Regions from separate parts of the Sus scrofa genome. Here regions 1, 2, 3, 4, 5 and 7 are each linked to region 6. Evidence: chromatin contacts called from public Hi-C and HiChIP or PLAC-seq data. All regions are on one chromosome and are shown on one strand. The core of a region is the stretch at or near the end of the contact, and the rest is flanking DNA. Distances in the headings are between cores, read along the strand shown.

Region 1 (2,700 bases), core at 75-2,574, 320 kb after region 6:
TGCCCCTCCCCTAGTCTGCTGGTTTATGTTACCAGGCGCCTTGCCAGGCCGCCTCCAGGCTAGAACCTCAGGATTATTTTAGATGCTTCCTTCTCCTTCCTGCCTCATAATCAGTTGCCTCCTAATCATCTCCTAAATCTGCTATCTCTTGTCATCCTGCCCCTGATCTTTGCAGTCTAGCTGACCCATCTACAAGCTTAGTCCTGGCCTCACCCCCGCCCCCCCCAAGCTGTGAGTAGTAGCAATTTTAGGCAAGAGCCCCAGCTTCCGCTTCACTGGTCTCAGCTCTCTGCTTCCTGATTTCTGCTTTGTGTACCCCCCCACCAACACCAGCCCCTGCCGCCCCCACTTGAGTTTTCCATTTCTGGCCACTCAGGCTCCCCTGGTTTTAGATTTCCAGGTGCTTTTCCACAGTGACTCTCCACCTGGCTTCTACTTCTGGTGTGAGGTATCAAGTCACACCTACTGTCGCCTGGGTAACATCTTGGTCCATTTCTCCTCCTGTGGAGCCTACCAGCCAAGCCGGCCTTGGGTCTCTCACCTCTGTGCTGTCACAGTAACGTTATTCTCTGCATGCCTGTTCTTTCACTGGACTGTAAGTCCCCTTGAGGACAAGAAGGGGCCATTATTTCCTTGCCTCTGAGTTTCGTTCCAGGCACAGCGTAGGATTAGGAAAATGGAAAGAATGTGGTATATACAGGAAACATTTAAGAATGATTCAAGGCAATCCATGTCCTGGAGAAGGACAGGGAGGGAGGGGCTGCTGTGGACTGAGTCAGTCTAGGAAGCTGGATCCCAAGCTGAATGCAGACATTGTAATTATATGCCCTAAAAACAGGAAAGTGCTGCTTACGCTGATGAAGTCTATCTTTGAACTCCGCCCAGTGCCCTGAATTCTCCACTTACTCTGTTACCTTTTCTTAACCCAGCTGGGATGACTAGGGCCTGTAAGGCCAAGAAGGCTGTCATGAGAGGTGTGGCCCAGCCAATAAGGGGCCAGAGGCCAGCAGCTTCCTGCGTGTTAGCGCCAGGAGTGTGGGAGGCCGTCTTCTGTTTACTTGGGGACCTTGGGACCTTGGGGCTTCGCTTGGCCCCAGAGGAGCTCAGAAGTGTGCATCACTCCTCTGAAGACACATCCAGGGAGTGTTTGATTGTGACTTCTCCCTAGAGCCGGCCTCCAGCCAAATGTGAATAGCCCTTGTAGAATCCTGGCTGGTGCTCAAGGCCTTCTTGGGTTTTTCCAAAGAAGTGTCCTGGGCCTTCTCATTGGTTTCTCCATTTACTGTTTCCTGTCATGCTATCATGTGATTGGAAGTGCTGTCCTTAAGGCTGTGTCCCTTTGGTACCATGAGCTCAAGCTCTGCTCCCGCCTAGCCTCACCCCTAGCCAATCCCTTTGGCTGAAAGATCCCTGGACTTCCCTGCAGCATCAGCCTGGACTGCGGTTTTCCCTAAGACCCTCTGCTAAGCTGTGCATTACAGGTCGGGGAGGGCCCTGTTTGGATCTGGCTCATTCTGAAGGAACTCCGGCCCTTAAGAAGGAGGGGGGGTCATGCTGGCCATCTTCTCAGTTGAGTTTTGGCAGCCTGGCCCTTCTTCATCACCAGTCCCTTCTTCCTTTGGACCACTCCACTTGCCCAGCTGCTGCAAGTCCCAGATGTTCCAGAAGAGCTGCTAGGAGCTGAGAGTTTGTGTGGGCAGAGAGACACGGGCCAATCCCACCACAAGCAGTCTAAAAAAATGGTGCCCAAGGGAAAGCATGTCTTGACTTTGGCCCTCTTCCACATGGGTCTGTCCCCTCAAAGATGCGTGTGCCCCCTGGATTTCACTGAATTCTTAAGCTTGCCGCAGAGGTATTTATAGCCCAAGAAAGTTGCTCAATGGTCTTATTCATGGCCTGCATGCAAGCTCTCACGAAACCCTCTGCTGGATTCCTTGGTTCCTGGAAAGCCTGGGTGAATTTCACGCAAAAATCATTTGAGCATATAGTCGCATATTAACGTGCGTGTTCAGAAGCCAAAATCCAAGTCGTAATAGGGTTGCTCACACTTTGGGATTTCCAAACCTAAAAGAAGGCTCTTTAAAAAGAAAGAAAGAGGGAGTTCCCTAGCAGCCTAGTGGTTAAGGATGTAGAGTTGTCACTGCTGTGGCTCAGGTTCGATCCCTGGCCAGGAAACTTCTGCATGCCATGGGCCAGACCAAAAAACCAACCAACAAATAAATAAAAAGGAAGAAAGAAAAAAAAAAACAATGAGACAAACACATAAATAACAGAAAACATTCTAAGATTCTCAAAAGCTTCTGTGTCTATATTCAATGCATATCCAGGTAAGTGCTTTCTTTCCTTGCCTGACCCAACCTTGTCTTCAGCAATAGACAGATTAGATGGAGAGAGAGATCCAAAGGGAAAAAAAAAAAAATCGCAGTCTTGCTCTCCTTAGAGTAGTTCATCACGTTATGGAGAACAGCCCAGCTTTTTCACATATACTGAACTTGCTAGGTGATGGCTTGGAATTTGTACCCTCTCAGTTGATACAGTCACCAATCACCCTGAGTGAATCCTGGAGACATCAGTCCCTTGGCAAATGTTCCGGGGATAATGCAATTCATTAATGTGCCACTGGGCCGGCTGCTATGTTAAGCCAACCCGGGCCAGGTCACCTTGAAGAATTTTCATGGCTTTTCCGCAGTCTGGCAGCAG
Region 2 (2,700 bases), core at 179-2,678, 390 kb after region 6:
TCTGGAGCAGAGTCGCGGCGGGGGCGGAGCCTGCGCGGTGACGCGGCCGCGTTGGCCGCTGACCCCGGATCCCTGGAATGTGCATTCGTTCAATGGGGCCGCCAGTGCCAGCGGCGCCGAGTCACGTCCGCGCGGAGCGTGCGCACTCGGTGGCGGCGCACGCGGCCCCGCGCCCACGTCACGCGCCCGCCGCGCGGGCCTGCAGCAGGCGACCGGGATCCCCGCGTGGCCCGGCGGGCTGCGGACTGGGGAAGAGGGGGATCGGAACCTCCTCGGGCAGCGTACCCGCTCGCTCCCGGAAGGGCTCCGTAGAAGGGCGGGTGGACGCGGCCCTAGGCTTGGGCGCGCACCCTCCTGTTGTAAAAGTTTAGGGGACCGGCGGCGCGTGTGTCCTTCCCAAGACATGCGGGTGTAAAAGCACTCACCGAGGAGTTCAAATAAAGCTCCTTACAAAACTGTGAACAGCACTTGACTGAAAATCCCCATCCTCAAGATGCTACTAACAGAACCAGGTTACAGAGTGGCCTGGCTTTTCAAAACATGAGTTCTAGCACGGTTTGGCTCAAACAGCCCTAGACGAGAAGGAACTGCCTGAGCAGTCGAGGGAGCCGAGCGGGTGGAGGAAAGCAAGCCACACCAGCGACGGCTTCACGTCGGGGACACGAGCCGCGGCGCAGGCGGGTGGTGCTGACCCGCGGGCGGGCGCCGCGGAGCCGGCTCTCCCGGCAGCGCTCGTTCTCTGGCGGGGGGAGGGGGAGGGAGCGGGGGAGGGCGGGCGCGCGCGCGCGAGGGGAGGGGGCCCGCGCAGGCGCCTTGCGAGGCTGTCGAAGAATCAAGTCTGTAGAAGTGGAGCGGCCGCGGCGGCAGCAGCAGCAGCGACGGCGGCGGCGGAGCTGAGGCGGGCTGGGCGCTGAGGCGGGCGCTGGAGAGCGGCGACGCCAGGAGCTGTGAGAGAGCAGCGGAGCGACCCGGGCCCGTGCCGCGCCCGAGCTCCACGCCGCACGGCCGCCGCCGCCGCCGCCCCGGCGCGGCATGCCCCGCCGCTCGGGCTGAGCCTGCCCCGGCGGCCGCCCCCCGCCCCCCGCCCCCCCGGCCTCCCCGCCCCCCGCCCCGCACTCCGCGCCGGCCGCCGCCGCGACCTGCTGCGCTCCCCCGCGCCCGCGCGGCCCGTCTTCGCCCCGGTCTGGAGGCCCGCCGCGGCCCCGGCCGAGCCCCCGCCGCCGCCGCCGCCGCCGCGCCCGCCGCGCCGCGCCGCCCCGCCGCCCACCCGCGCCCGCGCCGGCCGGGGGGACGTGCTGCCGCGGCTGCAACCCCTCGCCCCGCGCCCGCCGCCCCTCGTGCACCGGGGGCGCTGCGCGGGCGCCGATCCTTCGCGGGCTTTGCCGCCGCCGCCGCCTTTGCGGCCGCCGCCGCCGCTGGTGGGGGAGACGCGGGGTTGGGGGGGGAGGAGGGCGCGCGTGGTGCCGGCGGGGAGCGGCGGCGCCCCCTCCTCCTCCTCCGGCGCCGCGGGCTCCTCGGACATGGCCGCGGCGGTGGCGGTGGCGGCCGCGTCCCGGCGGCAGTCGTGCTACCTGTGTGACCTGCCCCGCATGCCCTGGGCCATGATCTGGGACTTCACGGAGCCCGTGTGCCGCGGCTGCGTCAACTACGAGGGCGCCGACCGCGTCGAGTTCGTCATCGAGACGGCGCGGCAGCTCAAGCGGGCGCACGGCTGCTTCCCGGAGGGCCGCTCCCCGCCCGGCGCCGCGGCTCCGGCCGCCGCTAAGCCGCCGCCGCTCTCCGCCAAGGACCTTCTCCTGCAGCAGCAGCAGCAGCTCGGCCACGGCGGCCCCGAGGCCACCGCGCGCGCCCCGCAGGCCCTGGAGCGCTACCCTCTGGCAGCCGCCGCAGCCGAGCGGCCCCCGCGCCTCGGCTCCGATTTCAGCGGTAGCCGCCCGGCGGCCGGTCTGGCCCAGCCGCCAACGCCGCAGCCGCCGCCCGTGAACGGCATCCTGGTGCCCAACGGCTTCTCCAAGCTGGAGGAGCCGCCGGAGCTGAACCGCCAGAGCCCTAACCCGCGGCGCGGCCACGCCGTGCCTCCCACCCTGGTGCCGCTCATGAACGGCTCGACCACGCCGCTGCCCGCCGCTCTTGGCCTGGGCGGTCGCGCCGCCGCCTCACTGGCCGCCGTGTCCGGGGCCGCGGCTGCCGGGCTGGGCTCGGCGCAGCCGGCCGAACTGGGCGCCCACAAGCGGCCGGCGTCCGTGACGAGCAGCGCGTCGGCGGAGCACGAGCAGCGCGAGGCGGCAGCCAAGGAGAAGCAGCCGCCGCCGACCTCGCACCGCGGCCCGGCAGACAGCTTGACCACCGCGGCCGGGGCGGCCGAGCTGGGCACGGAGGGCGCGGGCAAGGGCCGCGGGCCCGGCGATCAGGACTGGGTCAACAGGCCCAAGACGGTTCGAGACACGCTGCTGGCGCTGCACCAGCACGGCCACTCGGGGCCCTTCGAGAGCAAGTTTAAGAAGGAGCCGGCCCTGACTGCAGGCAGGTTGTTGGGTTTCGAGGCCAACGGGGCCAACGGGTCTAAAGCAGGTAGGGGCGGCTGTGGAGTGAGGTGATCTCGGGGCGAAGAGGGGACGGAGAGCAGAGGAGGGGGTGCCCTTCCCATTCACCATTTCTCCCCCGGCCGGCCCAGAAACAACAAACACCCAACTTCCTGAT
Region 3 (2,700 bases), core at 123-2,622, 280 kb after region 6:
ACTCCATACCCATCCTATAGGTGAGGAGAAGTAAGTTGCTAATGAGAGAAAGGGCCAGGGCTCAGTTCCAGGAAAGCTGCTGAAAACACCTGCTCTAACCACTGGCCCACACTGCCTCCCAAAGGGTAGGAAGCACCATTCTCTAGTTAACCTGTAAAGTAAAATGTGGGCCTGGGAAAGGTGAAGGCATGTTTCCGTTCCATGCAACAGGGTGCATGCAATCTACATACCATCTACAGGTCATACAATACACAATAGTTGATACAATATACAACAGGCAAAATGTGCCTGGCCCCTTTCCTTGGTCACTTGACTGGTTCAGGCCACGGCCGACAGACTGATTGCCAGTGTACTTTGTCAGATTCCCTCTACCCACCCACCCCCCGGCTCCACCATTCATTTTCCAGAACCCTCTGTTCTGTATTTGCAGTTTCAGTTCTGTATTTGTGGACACAATCTATGAAACAATTCAAAGGGGGAAAGAAATACTTTGGTGAAAGGTAGAAAAATTAACCAAAAAATGGGTTAGGCTGAAAATTCCTCTAAGGCTTGAGGATGAACATTCAAACCTAAGACGAGAAAGTCAAGGTGAGTTTGTCCATTGGGCTAAGAAGGAACAGTGTGGGAAAGTCACACGCTTGTGAGAACCAAGTCAGGCAGGCGGATAACATTCAAGGGCTGGAAAGGATGAAATAAGATATTCTGAGCACATGAGCAATGGCAGCTGGGAGAGCACTGGCCCTTTTCACTCCAGATTTTATAAACTTCAGGTAAAAGAGAGGCAGCAGTGAGAGGCGCATCCTCAGTGTGGTCCCCCCAGGCAAATCTGAGTGGCAGAGATTTTAAGTTGGGTCCATTTTACTTTAGAACTGCCCCGTGTGTGTGCCCGGGTGGCTGGGCTTGGCTTTCTCCGCCTTTGTCTTTGCCGTCTCTCCCTGTTTCCCCACAAAACCAAAGCTACTTGTTCTCCCAGCTTCACAAAGAGGAAAAAAAAAAAAAACGACTCCAAGAGGAAATCACTTCACAGCAAGTGAGCCCTGGGAAGAATTCAAGAGTGAGGAGCCCTTGTAATGAGATTAAGGGAAAAATGCTCTTGTGCCTCCAACTCAGACCCGTCCTCCGTGCGCAGAAGCAGCCAAAACAAATACCGGCATTGTTTTGGGAAGGAAAAGGTTAACAAGCTAGGAAAACAAAATCAGAGATATTTTTCAAAGCGTGACCCTGGGCAGGATGAGCAGAGAGCAGCCTGCCGTTGCAGCAGCATCTCCCCTCCTGGCTGATGTTTATCCTGCAGCTTGTGGGGGGCGGGGAGCAGCTGTGACATTCAGAGAGACCACAGGTTGCTGTCTTCTGCATGGCAGTCGGGCTGCACTCATCGGGCAGAGGCATGAAAGCCTGGGTCCAGAGGAAAAGACGCACAGCTCCTTGGCCCCTTCTTAGAAATGAGCTTAGAAAAAATTCTTTGTGGATCATGCAAAGCTTGGAACACATGCTTTCATCTACCCCTGGCCAAAGCACTAGACTGCAAATGGAAATTTGGAGGCTGTGTCCAGGCTTGGGTTTCAGGCTGGCCTTGAGGACGTGCTTCAGTTTCCTGATTCAGTCAATTAATATTTATCCGGCGCCCACTGTGTGCTGGGGCTGAGGGTCTCCTGCTGCGGATATAAAGTTGATAGACCCCCATCTTTGTCTTTAAGGGACGTACAGTCTGGTAGAGAGAACAGATGTGCGAACAGATTGTTATCCTTGTAATATGTGAAGCATATATAGCTAATATTTAATATTGATGTTTCCCAAATACAGCTGTAATGGGGATGATGCCCGTGGACATTTGACACTCAAACCGTGTTGTGTGTGAGTGTGAGTTGCGTGTGTGTGTGTGTGTGTGTGTGTGTGTGTGGCCAGATGTCCATCACCCTCTGTAGGCAGTGCCCCTGGTTCTTTAGGAGCCTGCAAGCCCACTTCCCTGCTCTCAGCAGGCTTCTGATGATGGGAGCTGCCCTCTGGAAGTCCCGTGGAGCTTCTGGGATGAAGTGTGAAGGGCTAAGATGAGGAAATAGAGGGGCTTCCTTGCCACTCTTCATCCAACAGAGATCGCCAGTGTTCAAGAGGGCCCAGACGCTCTTTGTTCAATCATGCACGCTGCTGGTGATCATGATGGGAGGTTCTGTAGACAGAATCCACAGCCCAAGACAGAGAAACTGGTGAGAGGGTCGAGGTGTCTGTAAGTGGCTTCCATGACATGGTGCCTAGTTTTCTCCAACAAGACTTAACATATTCCTTGTCACATTAAAGTCTCAGCTCTAGGAGGTCCCGTCGTGGCTCAGTGGGTTAAGAACACGACATAGTGTCTGTGAGGATGTGGGTTCGATCCCTGTCCTCGATGAGCAAGTCAAGGATCCGGTGTTGCCGCAAGCTGTGGTGTAGGTCACAGATGCAGTTTGGATCCAGTGTTCTGTGGTTGTGGCATAGACCCCAGCTGCAGCTCTGATACCATGCCTAGCCTGGAAACTTTCATATGCTGCAGCCATAAAAAGAAAAAAAAAAAAAAAGTCTCAGCTCTGTCTTGCTGAGAAGGACCCATTTGGGACTGTACAGGAAATCGCTGAACTTTGCTCAGACTGGGATGGTAAGGCTTATTCTCAACATCTCCACGATTATTTCACTTTTTTTTGTTTGTTTGTTTGGGTTTTTTTTTTT
Region 4 (2,700 bases), core at 101-2,600, 360 kb after region 6:
GTTAGAAAGTTTTCTGCTCAAAATGTCTTTCCTTTCCTTTCTTTTCCCTTCCTTTTCTTCCTTCACTCCTCATTCTTTTGCTTTGAACGTCAAGCTCTCAATGGCCCAGAACCCCACTCTCTAGAACGGTTACTTTCTCAAAGAGAGATGGGATTTCACGGTGGCCATGCTAATAGGTGCCATATATAGATGTGTGATTATTACATATTGTGTGATTAGTATTAGTTCATATCCTTTAAAAGTCGTCTCATAGTTGTTCTATTTCTGAACAGTTGAACCATTGTTAAAGATACTTTTACTTGGAAAGAGAAGAAACAAAGCAAAACACGAATGGAGGGGCTAGGTTGGAATGAACATCACCTTACTAGTGCAGCGGGAGGAGGGCTTACTTAAGGAACACACAAAATTTCACTGTCTCGCTGGTTTGTACTTTCAGCCCAGCTCACAGACAGACCTCCACAACGGCTCACTGCCACCAGAGCTTTTCTTTCAACTGATGAAAAACTGAAAGAAAAAGCTAAGTCTCCTCCCCATGTGATATAGAAGAGATGTTGGCACATTCGCATTTTCATAAGGAAAAACAAGTTGAACTGCGGCAACTCTGGAAGTCAGTCTCATCAACTGCACCCTCCTTTCGCACACGGCAGACTCCTGCGCGCACCCACACTCCTTACGTGGGAACCTCGTCATGTATGGAACGTGTAATATCTGTCAGCGCTGCCCTTTAATGAGCGATTCCTATGAGCCAGGCAGGGGGTCAGAGGGCAACATGCCCCCTGCCTCCCGTGAGGAAACTGAGGCTTGAGAAGTTTAAGCACATGTTTTTAAAAACATGAAGCTCACAAAAAATAGAGATGGCATTTTATTTATTTATTTATTTTTGCTTTTTAGGGCTGCACCTGCAGCATATAGAAGTGCCCAGGCTAGGGGTCAAATCTGAGCTGCAGCTGCCAGCCTACACCTCGGCTACAGCAATGTGGCATCCTTAGCCCACTGAGTGAGGCCAGGGATCGAATCTGCATCCTTATGGGTACTAGTCAGCTTCATAACTAGCTGAGCCACAACGGGAACTCCTTCCCCCTTCACCCCATCCCAAAGTCACTTCTTAACCCACTGGGCCAGGAAATCTCCCAGCGAGGCTTAAATGTTTATCTCTGCCAATGACTCTCATTTTCCCAAGAGCAGGGAGGGTTGGGAAAACAGCCACTTTACAGGTAAAGACCTGGGATGTGCAGTGTGATCACCAGGCACGCTGCTGCCATGTGAATGGGCACGTGGCCTCTCTGAGTGTCTGGGAAAGCCACATGCCAGGCCTGGGAAAGGCCACAGTGGGAAGAAGGCACATCCAGGGCGGGTGGCTTTTGCAGCAGAAACCACCTGCTTAGATGCCTCCCTGCCACTCAGAGGCTCTCTGCAACAGTGGGGAAATGTTGCCAGTCAGGCGCATGCTTTCCAGTGGCAGCTGCCCGTTAACAAACTATAGTGACCTTGGCAACACGTCCTGAACACAGGCCACCGGCGTCATACAGCAGTCCTCTGTGACGCAAGGGCACAGCCAGCCCTGACGACTGTTCAGGGACTGGGCAGGAGAATTCCAGGGCCCCTGCTTTTTCCTACTTTGAGATACTTAGAAGACGTAGATAAAGCAACTGGAAAACAGAAATGTGTAAACTGGAGAGAGAAAGGGAGAGGAGAAGGGATTGACTTTGGAAATCATCAGCCTGTCCAACTAACATACAGAGAAATATAACAACCATTGATCAAAGTATCAAGTTGTCAGCGCTTAAAGAGAAGGCTATGAAAGTCCAGAGCTGTACAGCTGTATAACAAACCAAGCCTCTTGGACTAACCGAACTTCCTTCCGAGACAAAACAACAGAAAATGAGGCATCCAGGAGATCATGATGGGAACTTGCAAAAACTTTGCCCCATGCTTCAGTGAGGCTGGGCGAGCAGGTGAGCCTGGGTCTTACACACTTGGGCAAGGCTTAGATTCCTTGGCAGTTTGCTTGGGCAAATGTGCCCAACCTTTAGGCATGTCTCATTCCTCAGTGATATGTGACATTCACGAGTACCCATAACAGGATCTTCTTGCCATCATTGTCCAGACAAGATGGGCATGATTTCATTTTGGGCATGCATTCAATGGCCAGCACATAAAAGGGGGTAGATAAGCATTGGTCGAGTGACTCACACGGGCTCTGTAAATATTCGTTCATTGACTGAGTCATCAATGAAATAGTATTTAATCATAATTCTCCAGCTCACTACATTAAAGCCAAAACTTGGTGTCCACGTTTCTTTTTCTTCTTTTTTCAATGGCTGCACCCATGGCATATGGAAGTTCCCAGGCCAGTGACTGAATCCAAGCTGCAGCAATGCTGGATTCTTTTAACCAAATGTAGCAGGCCAGGGATAGAACCCGAGCCTTCGAAGTGACCCAAGCCACTGCACTCAGGTTCCTAATCCACTGCACCATAGTAAGAACTCCTCGGTGTCCAGGTTTCTGACTTATGGAGAAAGAGTCTATCATTTTAAAGGAATATACATAAATATAAGAACCTTAAAATTAATATTTCTGACATTAAAAAGTAATACAGGCTCACTGTAGGAAAATCTTAAAATACTAGAAAATGTAAATAACCAGAAACAATCGCTTGTAACCTCATAATCCTGCCACGAGAGATAATGAGTTAACATT
Region 5 (2,722 bases), core at 190-2,689, 490 kb after region 6:
TTCCTCTATGGCTCAGTGGGTTAAGGACCTGGCATTGTCACTGCAGCTGCTTGGGTTGCTGCTGTGATGTGGGTTCAATCCCTGGCCAGGGAGCTTTCACATGCGGGGGGGGGGGGGGGGGTGGCGGCCAAAAATAAATAAATAAATAAATAAATAAATAAATAAATTCCCAAATCCCTCTCGTCTCGAAGGTTCTGTGAGTCCATGACATGCCTTGGTGAAAGAGAACAAACCAGGCTTTGAAGTCAGGCATAACTGGGTCTGTCTCCTAGTTCTCACATTTACTGGCTGTGTGACTTCAGGCAAGCTCCTTAACCTCTCTGAACTGAGGTTTCTCATCTGAAAACCTGGGCCAGTGCCAACCACTAAATTGTCAGGAAGATGAAATAATAAAGTACTTTTAAAACATACAACAGAAGGCCTAGCAAATAGTAGGTGCCAAGGTAGATATTAGAGTCTGCTTTTCTTTATTCACACAAGTCTCTGAATGGGTAAAAAATGTAGGCCCTCAACTATTGGAATATCGCTTCTGTCTTCCACTCCAGGGCCCTACTTCTGAAAGAGAAAGAAAGAAGGAAATAAACGGAAACTCTCAAAGGCCTTTCTGAAAGCATCACCCATCTATTGAAATGTGCTTTCCATTCAAAAACTAGGTTATTCATTATTCATCTTATTGGAACTGAAAAGAAGGAAAGAGTTCACTGCTTACAACCCAGCCTTGACCACTGCTTGATTTCCATCATTTCCTGGTATCTATGTAATATGTCCCAAGTGTGAGATTGGCCATGTTGAGAGGCGAGCAAACTTCAGACTGAATGACCGTCCATAATGCCCTGGAATGAATGTTCCCTTTCCTAGCATTTCCACTCCAGGCAGTGCATTTCTGGGGAATTATTTCACTGCCTGGGTGGCCAGAGTCCCTTGGCCTTCAGCCTCATGGCTCACTGCACCACGCTGGGCAAGCAGTAACCGCCCAAAAATGCGAGTCTTTCTTTCATGCCCCAGTGGCATGAGTAACATCATTAACTCTTCAGGGCTGAGGTTTGGGATTACGTAAAAATTTTACACCCCACTGTGTTAGCTGTCAGAATACCAGAGTAACAAAGTGTCTGCAGAGTTCCTTTCCGTGCCAGAAATGTGGTTGCCTGACCTAATAAACAATCCTTGGGATATTTTTTTCCAAGCGATTCTATTTCAGCAGGATTGTGGGTTTCAAAATGGAAGCTAAGTCCTACAGACTTCAAGATCCAGGGAGAACAAAAATGCAAGAAGAAACTGGGCTTTGAAACTCTCCAGACAAGGGGAAAATGCTGCTGACGTGTCCCCTGGAAGGACAGCACAGGAAGAGCACAGCTGTGCAGTGTGGTGTTTCACATGCTCTTCTATACACAGGTTTTCTAAAGTGTAAGGGGAAAAAAACCCGTACAGGGCGCTCCCCTAAGAGGAGCCGCACAACACGTTTTCTCTGGGCCCTGGGCCAGCGCGGGGACCAACCAGAGGCCGGCGCAGAAGCACTGTGGATGCCGCGCGCCATCTGGTGGCCTGAAGCTGATATTGCGCGCTCTCTCCGGCCTTTGACTCCATTGATTTGCAGAATTTAATAGGCTAGTATTCTGGAGCTGCTTTTTTTTTTTTTTTTTTTTTAATCTTTTTATTTACTTTTTAATGATTTTTATTTTTTCCATTATGATTGGTTTACAGTGTTCTGTCCATTTCTATTGTACAACAAAGAGATCCAGTCATCCATATATATATATTCTTTTTCTCATATTATCCTCCATGATGTTCCATCATAAGTGACTATGTATAGTTCCCTATGCTATACAGCAGGATCTCATTGCTTAATTTATTTTATTGGAGTGTAGATGATTCACAATGTTGTGTTAATTTCTGCTGTTCAGCACAGTGATTCAGTTATACATATATATTCTTTTTCATTGTGTTTGATCACAGGATATTGAACCTAGTTCCCCACGCTGTACAGCAGGACCTTGTTTATCCATTCTATCTAGAATAGTTTGCATCTGCTAACCCCACTCTCCTACTCCATCCCTCCCTCAGCCCTCCTTCCCCTTGGCAACCACAAGTTGATTCTCTATGTCTGTGGGTCGGTTTCTGTTTCATAGATAAATTCATTTGTGTGATATTTTATATTCCACATAAAAGTTATATTATATGATATTTGTTTTTTCACTGTCTAACTTCACAAAGTATGATAATCTTTATATCCATCCATGTTGCTACAAAAGGCATTCTTTCCTTCTTTTTTATGGCTGAGTCATATTCCATTGTAGATATGTGTCCTCTGCTGATGGACATTTAGGTTGCTTCCAAGTCTTGGCTACTGAGAATAGCGCTGCTATGAATATAGGGGTGCATTATCTTTTCAAATCATAGTTTTGTCCAGATAGATGCCCAGGAGTGGGATTACTGGATCATACAGCGACTCTATGTTTAGTTTTTTGGGAACCTCCACACGGTTTTCCATAGTGGCTGCACCATTTTACATTCTATTGTGAGCTTTCTGTTCTGCTGAGGAGGGGACTGATCACCGGGGGGTCTGAAAGGAAGACACCAAGAGCCAGCTTTTCTAAATTCCGCTCCTTATTCTGCAATAGGAAATTCGAGGACTCGGGCTCTCCTCGGAGGTAATGATGGTCCTCTGGGACAGCACCAGGAGCCCTTAGCTCCAGCCCCAACCAGCCTCCTATGTCCTCCTGTC
Region 6 (2,700 bases), core at 20-2,519:
CCCCACCCCGTCCATTCCTGGCTGCGTGCAAAAAGATTAGTGGCCCCCTCTGCCCTCTTTCCTGCCTTCATGCTGCCAATCCTTGCATCCTATTTTCGTATCTTTATCATTCTGTGTGTTGTGGGGGCCTCTAGGGTTCGGGGCAAATTATGGGAGGAGAAAGGGCAGTGAAAAACTTCTAAGGAAATGGGGACCTAAGAGAGAAAGCAGAAGTGCCTGCATTCCTTCTGGCCGCATGACTTGTGTTCCAGAAGAAAGAAGAAACCAGTGCTGCGTGCAAGGAGGCTGCGTGGAGAGGGGTCACTGGAGGTGGGGGCGGGGGGGGGGAAGGGAGGAATGTGCAGAGCGCAGGAAACGGGCTCCCGGGTGGCGGAATCTTGGCATCAGTTTGCGTGGCTTAAAGGCTTTCTGTTCTTGGCTTCCCAGCTGCCGCTGCGTCAAATCCCCCTGTACCGGGTCAAGGGTGGGAGGGGGCGTGGTCCTGGACGACACTCGCTTCATCCGCTGCTTTTGGCCTCTGGTTTTCAGCTCTGGCTGCCTCTTTCTCTGCTTGGGAGATGTGAATGCAGGGCAGACTAGAACATCAGGAGCTGGAGAGCTGAAAGCACAGCCGCCCGCCTCCCTTACACCCCGACCTCAGATTCCCCAGGCTGCCCACCACTGCCGCAGCTCCTTCTTCCAAAGGCAGGAGAAAAACGGCACCTCTTGGGAGGAATGCCCTGTGAGAAAAGCATTTTCCTGGGAGCTCCCATTGTGGCTCAGTGGGTTAAGAACCGGTTAGTATCCATGAGGATGCAGGTTCAATCCTTGGCCTCCATCAGTGGGTTAAAGATCTGGCATTGCTGTGAGCTGTGGTGTAGGTCACAGATGTGGCTCCAATCCTGAGTTGTTGTAGCTGTGGCATAGGCCGGCCGCCAAAGCTCTGATTCAACCCCTAGCCCAGAAACTTCCATGTGCTGCAGGTGCGGTCCGAAAAAAGAAAAAAAGAAAAAGAAAATAAAAAGGAAAGCATTTTCCCCTAACAATGGCCAGGAAATACTGTCTTAACTGATATTCTCTAGGATGAGGATGTGTGCTGCCCTCTTGGCAGAGCCATTTGAAGGTTTATTCAACCACTCAAACGCCCAGGAGACACAGTTCCCAACCTCCCAGAGGCCCACACAACACACACACACACACACACACACACACACACACACCACACACGCACGGGGTTGGCCAACCCTGACTTTGAATGGGGACTGGGCCAGCTCGCCCAGCCCGCCTGCAGGCAGGAGGTCACTCTGCTGACTCAGGCCCAGGCTGGGGCAGGTGCCTGCCTTCAACCCTTGAGTTACATCAGGCTTTTCATCTTCAAAGGGCCTTCCCCGGATTAACCCATTAGTCACCCCCAGGAAAGCCACGGAGCAGGTTATTCTCATCCTCATTAAGGCCGTGGTGGGGTGGGGGGAGGCGTGAGGCCCCGCCCCAGGCCAGGGAGAGCTTGGCGTTGGGTGCAGGGGGGCAGCGTCCCTGGGCGACGTCTCTGCTCGGTCAGGAGGCTGGAGCTCCTGACCAGGCAGCAGCAGGCAGAGCCATGGAGGGGCGAGGGGAGGAGGTTGGAGAGTCTCGGAGATGCAGGCACTTTGACACAGGCTCACCCACTGCGGCTCCACCATCTGCTCCAAGCAGTTCAGAACCCGATGATGTTGATGGGACTCCAACAACCCTACCTTCCAAGCCATCCAGGGATTCGAGAAAGGCGCCTTGGAACACTTCCTGCGTCTGCAGGAGGAGTTCCAATGAATAAAAATGATAAAGTACTGGTCACTAAAGCACCTTGCAGATCAAAAGTGTGATGTGGATGCTGAGAAGGGCGAGGCCCCACATCCCTCCAGGTCATGCTGTGCCGTGGGTTTGTCTTCCTGCTGGGGGAACGATGCAGAAGGTTAGAGAGTTTTAGGAGGTAAGTCTGTGCCCTGGTGACAGAATGAGGAGCAGAAGCACCTTCTGGAAGCCAGACAGCAGAGCAATCCTCTCAGTCAACCTTGTCTGCAGCTGCTTCTTATAAATTTGGCATAAATATGTGCTTGGGAACGCCAGGGCGGCGTATCTGGAAAATATTTTCTACCATTCGAAAACACACACACACACACACACACACACACACACACACACACACGCCTGGAAAGGAAAAAAAACCATAACAGAAATTGTGCATAATACAGAGTGGCTTCACTTGTGGTTTTTTTCCATTACTTCCTCAGTTCATTTTTCTGCTGCCAATTTTAGAAGGCCATAAGTCACAGTTGTTGTTAAACTTTGTCAGTTAAAATGTAACTCTAAGAACAAGTCATGAGACGTTGGAGCCAAGTGGCTTTTTGGAGAGCAGGGCTGGTGGGAGGCAGCCTGTCTCCGCTTCTCAGGTCTTCTGTGCTGTGTGTTAACAGTCGTGCCCATAAGGCAGTCCTGGCCCCCTCGGGCCCAAGTTCTGTCACCGCTCCCAAGGGCCACCTATCAGAGGAAATGAGGCTTTTCAGCGTTGGCTCTGTGTGACTCAGGGACACAATGCCCCCACACCAGTGCACCGCTTTTCTTTCTCTTAGAAGGGACTGGAGTCACTTTTCTCATACACGTCCACCCAGCAGAACCAGAAATCAGGAGGCAGGGAGTTCCTGTTGTGGCTCAGTGGTAATGAACCCGACTAGGATCCATGAGAAT
Region 7 (2,830 bases), core at 175-2,674, 410 kb after region 6:
CCGGGCCCTGGGAAAGCTCTTCGTTTACAGGGAAGGCATGAGAAACAGAGAATGTGAGCCAGACATCTGATGAAAGCATTTAAAATAGCCCGATGGGGTATTTACTCACAGATGCTGTGTTAAATTGGGATTAAAGAGAGTAAAATTCCAGAGATCCTTAGAAGACTCCAGGAATTCTTGGCAGGAGCAGAGAGTGGCATGACTCAGGGTGAGAAGTTTGTCTCAAAGTACAACATATAAGAGGCGAGGGCTGTTGTCACAGCGGCCTGGGGATGCTAAGCAGTGCAGACTCTGGGAGGCTAAGATGCAGGGAACTTGCCTTTTAAATTGCAGGACCAAACTGAACAGAAGAAAATAGGCTAGTTTTTCTCTTAACTGATTAGGAGACATTGAATGCTATTCCATGTATCCAAATGTCATGAAATGCAGTTTTTCTGTTCATGAGCAAATGGCATATAGGGAGAGTAAACTCAAATCTCACGTGCAAGGTCACAGCTCTGCGCCCAGGCAGCATTTCTCCATCCACCAGGCATGGAGGAGAGACAGGCTCGGGGCAGAGGCGGGGGCTTCCATCTGCCATTCAGATGTTCCCGATTTAGGTCCAACGGGGCTGCAGGGCAATCACCGCAGGGAGTAGAGTTGAGAGACAGGAGCTCTGTCCTCCAGGATCAGTTCTTAGATCTGCACACATTGTGATCTCTCATCCCTGAGCTTCTCTGACTCCCCCTAACTTCCCCCACGCACGCCACTCTCGCCATCCCTGAGTCCCAGATGCATTGCAGAAGCCTGGAGGCTCGGCTGAGGGTGAGAGGCATGCAAAATAGGAAAGAAGTATAGCAAAGTTATTAACCGCCCAGGTTTGGGCATCAAAAAGTCTGTGTTCAAATTCAGTCTCCACAATGCAATTAGTTGCGAATCACAAATAAGTCATTTTCTTCTTTTTAAGCAGAATTTTTACGCTTGCAAAAGACTAGCATTAGTTGGAGTTCCTGTTGTGGCTCAGGGGGTTAAGAACCCGACTAGTATTCATGAGGATGCAGGTTCCATCCCTGGTCTCGCTCAGTGGGTTAAGGACCCTGCACAGCATAGGCCACAGATGCGGCTAGGATCTGTGTTGCTGTGCCTGTGGTGTAGGTCAGCGGCTGCATCTCCAATTAGATATTAGACCTCCTAGCCTGGGAACTTCCATATGCCTCGGGTGCAGCCCTAAAAAAAAAAAAAAAAGAAAGAAAGAAAGAAAGAAAGAAAAAGAAAAAAGAAGAAAAAAAAAAAAAAGACTAGCACTGGTCTTGAAGGGCTTTTGGAGTTTTGCATATTGAATGAAATACTCTACTTAAAATGTTTAGTGCGCCTGCTCTCCTTAGTACGTGCTCAGCATGTGGTCCTGGGTATCAGAATGTGCCTGTACCCATGTCCTGAGCCAACACTAGGACTAAACAGTGCTGTCTGTGCCCTTCTTTGCTTCTCTCTCCTAGCAACCCCAACTCAAACACTAGCTACTGAAATACTAAACCCCGTTAATAGGCAGCTTCATCTCTGAGACACCTCCACAGTGCAGCATGGACCCCACTTTGACCTCCACTGCCATGTTTTCCTGCTAATTTTCTGGTTAATCCAACAATTTGAACAAGAGTGTTATCCCTGCCCCCCACCCCCACCCCCCCATCTCCCACCGGAAGACAGACATGCCAGCAACTGGTGGGGAGCTAGGGTCATGGCAGCACAGAGGTAAATCTTGCCCAAGAAACCCTGTAGGAGAGCCCACAAAAGAAAGAGGCTCTTAGCCAAAGGAGATTTTATTTTGCAGTTTCCAAAAGGTAAGGGAACACTTCCAACTTTTTTTTTTTGTTTGCTTATAGGCTCGGAATTTAAACATAGGACACTGAATGGCCAGAACCTTGGCCCACCCCTGAGTACCCGGGGCAGGTTGCCAGCACCAGGAGTTCGAGTTTCTGCCCAGTAGGCTTGTAACCTGAACTTTCTATTTCTAAAATCCCAGTTCTCAGTAGCCAGCACACATTTTGAGCCACAAAATTCTGAGAATTATTGCCCTTGTCAGCTGCTAAGTCACATGCCCTTCAGTCTGCTCCCTGCTCCTGGTATAATAGTACTTCTGTTAGAGCCTATGAATTTCACTGTCACATAAAAATTGGCAACTCTTTTAATACCACCCAAGGCTTGCCATAATCACCCAGAAATATACCGTCGGGGCTGTCATAATTCATCCATTTTTAGGATCCCTCAGGATCTCCAAATACAATGACTGATAGCAAATTAATAGATACTTTGGATCTTCCCATTTAACTTCATCAAAGAACTGACCCCCAGGATGAAAATTTCGTTTAATTAGGATAATATTTCATATTTAAAGAGTGCCTCCAAGCCAAGAAGCCCAGAGATCTTATCTCTTCATTTTCTTTCTTTTTTTTTTTTTCTTTTTTTGCTTTTTTAGGGCTGCACCCTCAGCATATGGAGGTTCCCAGGCTAGGGGTCTGTCTAGTCGGATCTGCAGCTGCTGGCCACAGCCACAGCAAAGGGGGATCCGAGCCGCATCTTCAACCCACACCACAGCTCACCGCAATGCTGGATCCTTAACCCACTGAGTGAAGCCAGGGATCGAACCTGCAACCTCACTGTTCCTAGTCAGATTTGTTTCCACTATGCCATGACAGGAACTGCTATCCCTTTATTATCAAAGCCGCATTGCCCGTCACTCAGAGCCAACTCTTAGAGAACAGGCATGTTTGTCCCCATTTTGTGGATGAAAAGAGCTTGCACACTGCTGCACAGTAACATGTAAAATGACCATTACAGAGTTAGGGGCTAGGGA

What was found. A called contact is a pair of places that touch in the nucleus more often than the background predicts. HiChIP or PLAC-seq counts read pairs in DNA pulled down with a chosen protein or histone mark.
Region 1: an H3K27ac HiChIP or PLAC-seq map of alveolar macrophages shows a contact between it and region 6. The contact joins two enhancer-like sites. A contact is called at or near these places in 2 of 2 datasets of contacts at active chromatin or transcription factors (alveolar macrophages and skeletal muscle).
Region 2: an H3K27ac HiChIP or PLAC-seq map of skeletal muscle shows a contact between it and region 6, with 15 times the contacts expected there. The contact joins the promoter of IRF2BP2 here to the enhancer-like site in region 6. A contact is called at or near these places in 3 of 5 promoter capture datasets (fetal liver, fetal skeletal muscle and liver), 32 of 47 Hi-C or Micro-C datasets (adipose tissue, alveolar macrophages, blood and 16 more) and 2 of 2 datasets of contacts at active chromatin or transcription factors (alveolar macrophages and skeletal muscle).
Region 3: an H3K27ac HiChIP or PLAC-seq map of skeletal muscle shows a contact between it and region 6. The contact joins two enhancer-like sites. A contact is called at or near these places in 4 of 47 Hi-C or Micro-C datasets (embryonic fibroblasts, epiblast stem cells, fibroblasts and 1 more) and 2 of 2 datasets of contacts at active chromatin or transcription factors (alveolar macrophages and skeletal muscle).
Region 4: a Hi-C map of liver shows a contact between it and region 6, with 15 times the contacts expected there. The contact joins two enhancer-like sites. A contact is called at or near these places in 3 of 47 Hi-C or Micro-C datasets (liver and skeletal muscle) and 2 of 2 datasets of contacts at active chromatin or transcription factors (alveolar macrophages and skeletal muscle).
Region 5: a contact with region 6 is called in a Hi-C map of skeletal muscle, with 8 times the contacts expected there. The contact joins two enhancer-like sites. A contact is called at or near these places in 2 of 5 promoter capture datasets (fetal skeletal muscle and liver), 28 of 47 Hi-C or Micro-C datasets (adipose tissue, alveolar macrophages, blood and 15 more) and 2 of 2 datasets of contacts at active chromatin or transcription factors (alveolar macrophages and skeletal muscle).
Region 7: a contact with region 6 is called in an H3K27ac HiChIP or PLAC-seq map of skeletal muscle. The contact joins two enhancer-like sites. A contact is called at or near these places in 1 of 5 promoter capture datasets (liver), 24 of 47 Hi-C or Micro-C datasets (adipose tissue, alveolar macrophages, blood and 13 more) and 2 of 2 datasets of contacts at active chromatin or transcription factors (alveolar macrophages and skeletal muscle).

The regions. Positions count from the first base shown.
Region 1 is chr14:56,475,082-56,477,781 of Sscrofa11.1, forward strand. The region is part of intron 5 of LOC102158473 (a long non-coding RNA gene); the gene reads right to left. Among named protein-coding and RNA genes, the nearest start is that of IRF2BP2, 69 kb to the right of the region's middle. Within about 2 kb of position 1,325, at least 28 of the 83 cell types and tissues checked have an H3K27ac peak or open chromatin away from gene starts, as enhancers often do. A contact at or near this core is called in alveolar macrophages and skeletal muscle, where this site is marked.
Region 2 is chr14:56,544,364-56,547,063 of Sscrofa11.1, forward strand. IRF2BP2 (interferon regulatory factor 2-binding protein 2) reads left to right here and starts at 1,429. Exons shown (of 2, transcript XM_021074288.1): 1 at 1,429-2,523. The coding sequence starts at 1,521. LOC110256820 reads right to left here and starts at 1,522. Exons shown (of 2, transcript XM_021073692.1): 1 at 1,117-1,522; 2 at 649-1,055. The coding sequence starts at 1,522. The coding sequence ends at 649.
Region 3 is chr14:56,432,234-56,434,933 of Sscrofa11.1, forward strand. No RefSeq gene overlaps it. Among named protein-coding and RNA genes, the nearest start is that of IRF2BP2, 110 kb to the right of the region's middle. Within about 2 kb of position 1,373, at least 37 of the 83 cell types and tissues checked have an H3K27ac peak or open chromatin away from gene starts, as enhancers often do. A contact at or near this core is called in skeletal muscle, where this site is marked.
Region 4 is chr14:56,515,516-56,518,215 of Sscrofa11.1, forward strand. The region is part of intron 1 of LOC102158473 (a long non-coding RNA gene); the gene reads right to left. It overlaps LOC110256878 (a long non-coding RNA gene), which reads left to right. Exons shown (of 3, transcript XR_002338951.1): 3 at 437-871. Among named protein-coding and RNA genes, the nearest start is that of IRF2BP2, 29 kb to the right of the region's middle. Within about 2 kb of position 1,351, at least 10 of the 83 cell types and tissues checked have an H3K27ac peak or open chromatin away from gene starts, as enhancers often do. A contact at or near this core is called in liver and skeletal muscle, where this site is marked.
Region 5 is chr14:56,645,787-56,648,508 of Sscrofa11.1, forward strand. No RefSeq gene overlaps it. Among named protein-coding and RNA genes, the nearest start is that of TARBP1, 22 kb to the right of the region's middle. Within about 2 kb of position 1,440, at least 49 of the 83 cell types and tissues checked have an H3K27ac peak or open chromatin away from gene starts, as enhancers often do. A contact at or near this core is called in adipose tissue, alveolar macrophages, fetal liver and 7 more, where this site is marked.
Region 6 is chr14:56,153,967-56,156,666 of Sscrofa11.1, forward strand. No RefSeq gene overlaps it. Among named protein-coding and RNA genes, the nearest start is that of TOMM20, 42 kb to the left of the region's middle. Within about 2 kb of position 1,270, at least 54 of the 83 cell types and tissues checked have an H3K27ac peak or open chromatin away from gene starts, as enhancers often do. A contact at or near this core is called in adipose tissue, alveolar macrophages, fetal liver and 7 more, where this site is marked.
Region 7 is chr14:56,567,032-56,569,861 of Sscrofa11.1, forward strand. No RefSeq gene overlaps it. Among named protein-coding and RNA genes, the nearest start is that of IRF2BP2, 23 kb to the left of the region's middle. Within about 2 kb of position 1,425, at least 6 of the 83 cell types and tissues checked have an H3K27ac peak or open chromatin away from gene starts, as enhancers often do. A contact at or near this core is called in skeletal muscle, where this site is marked.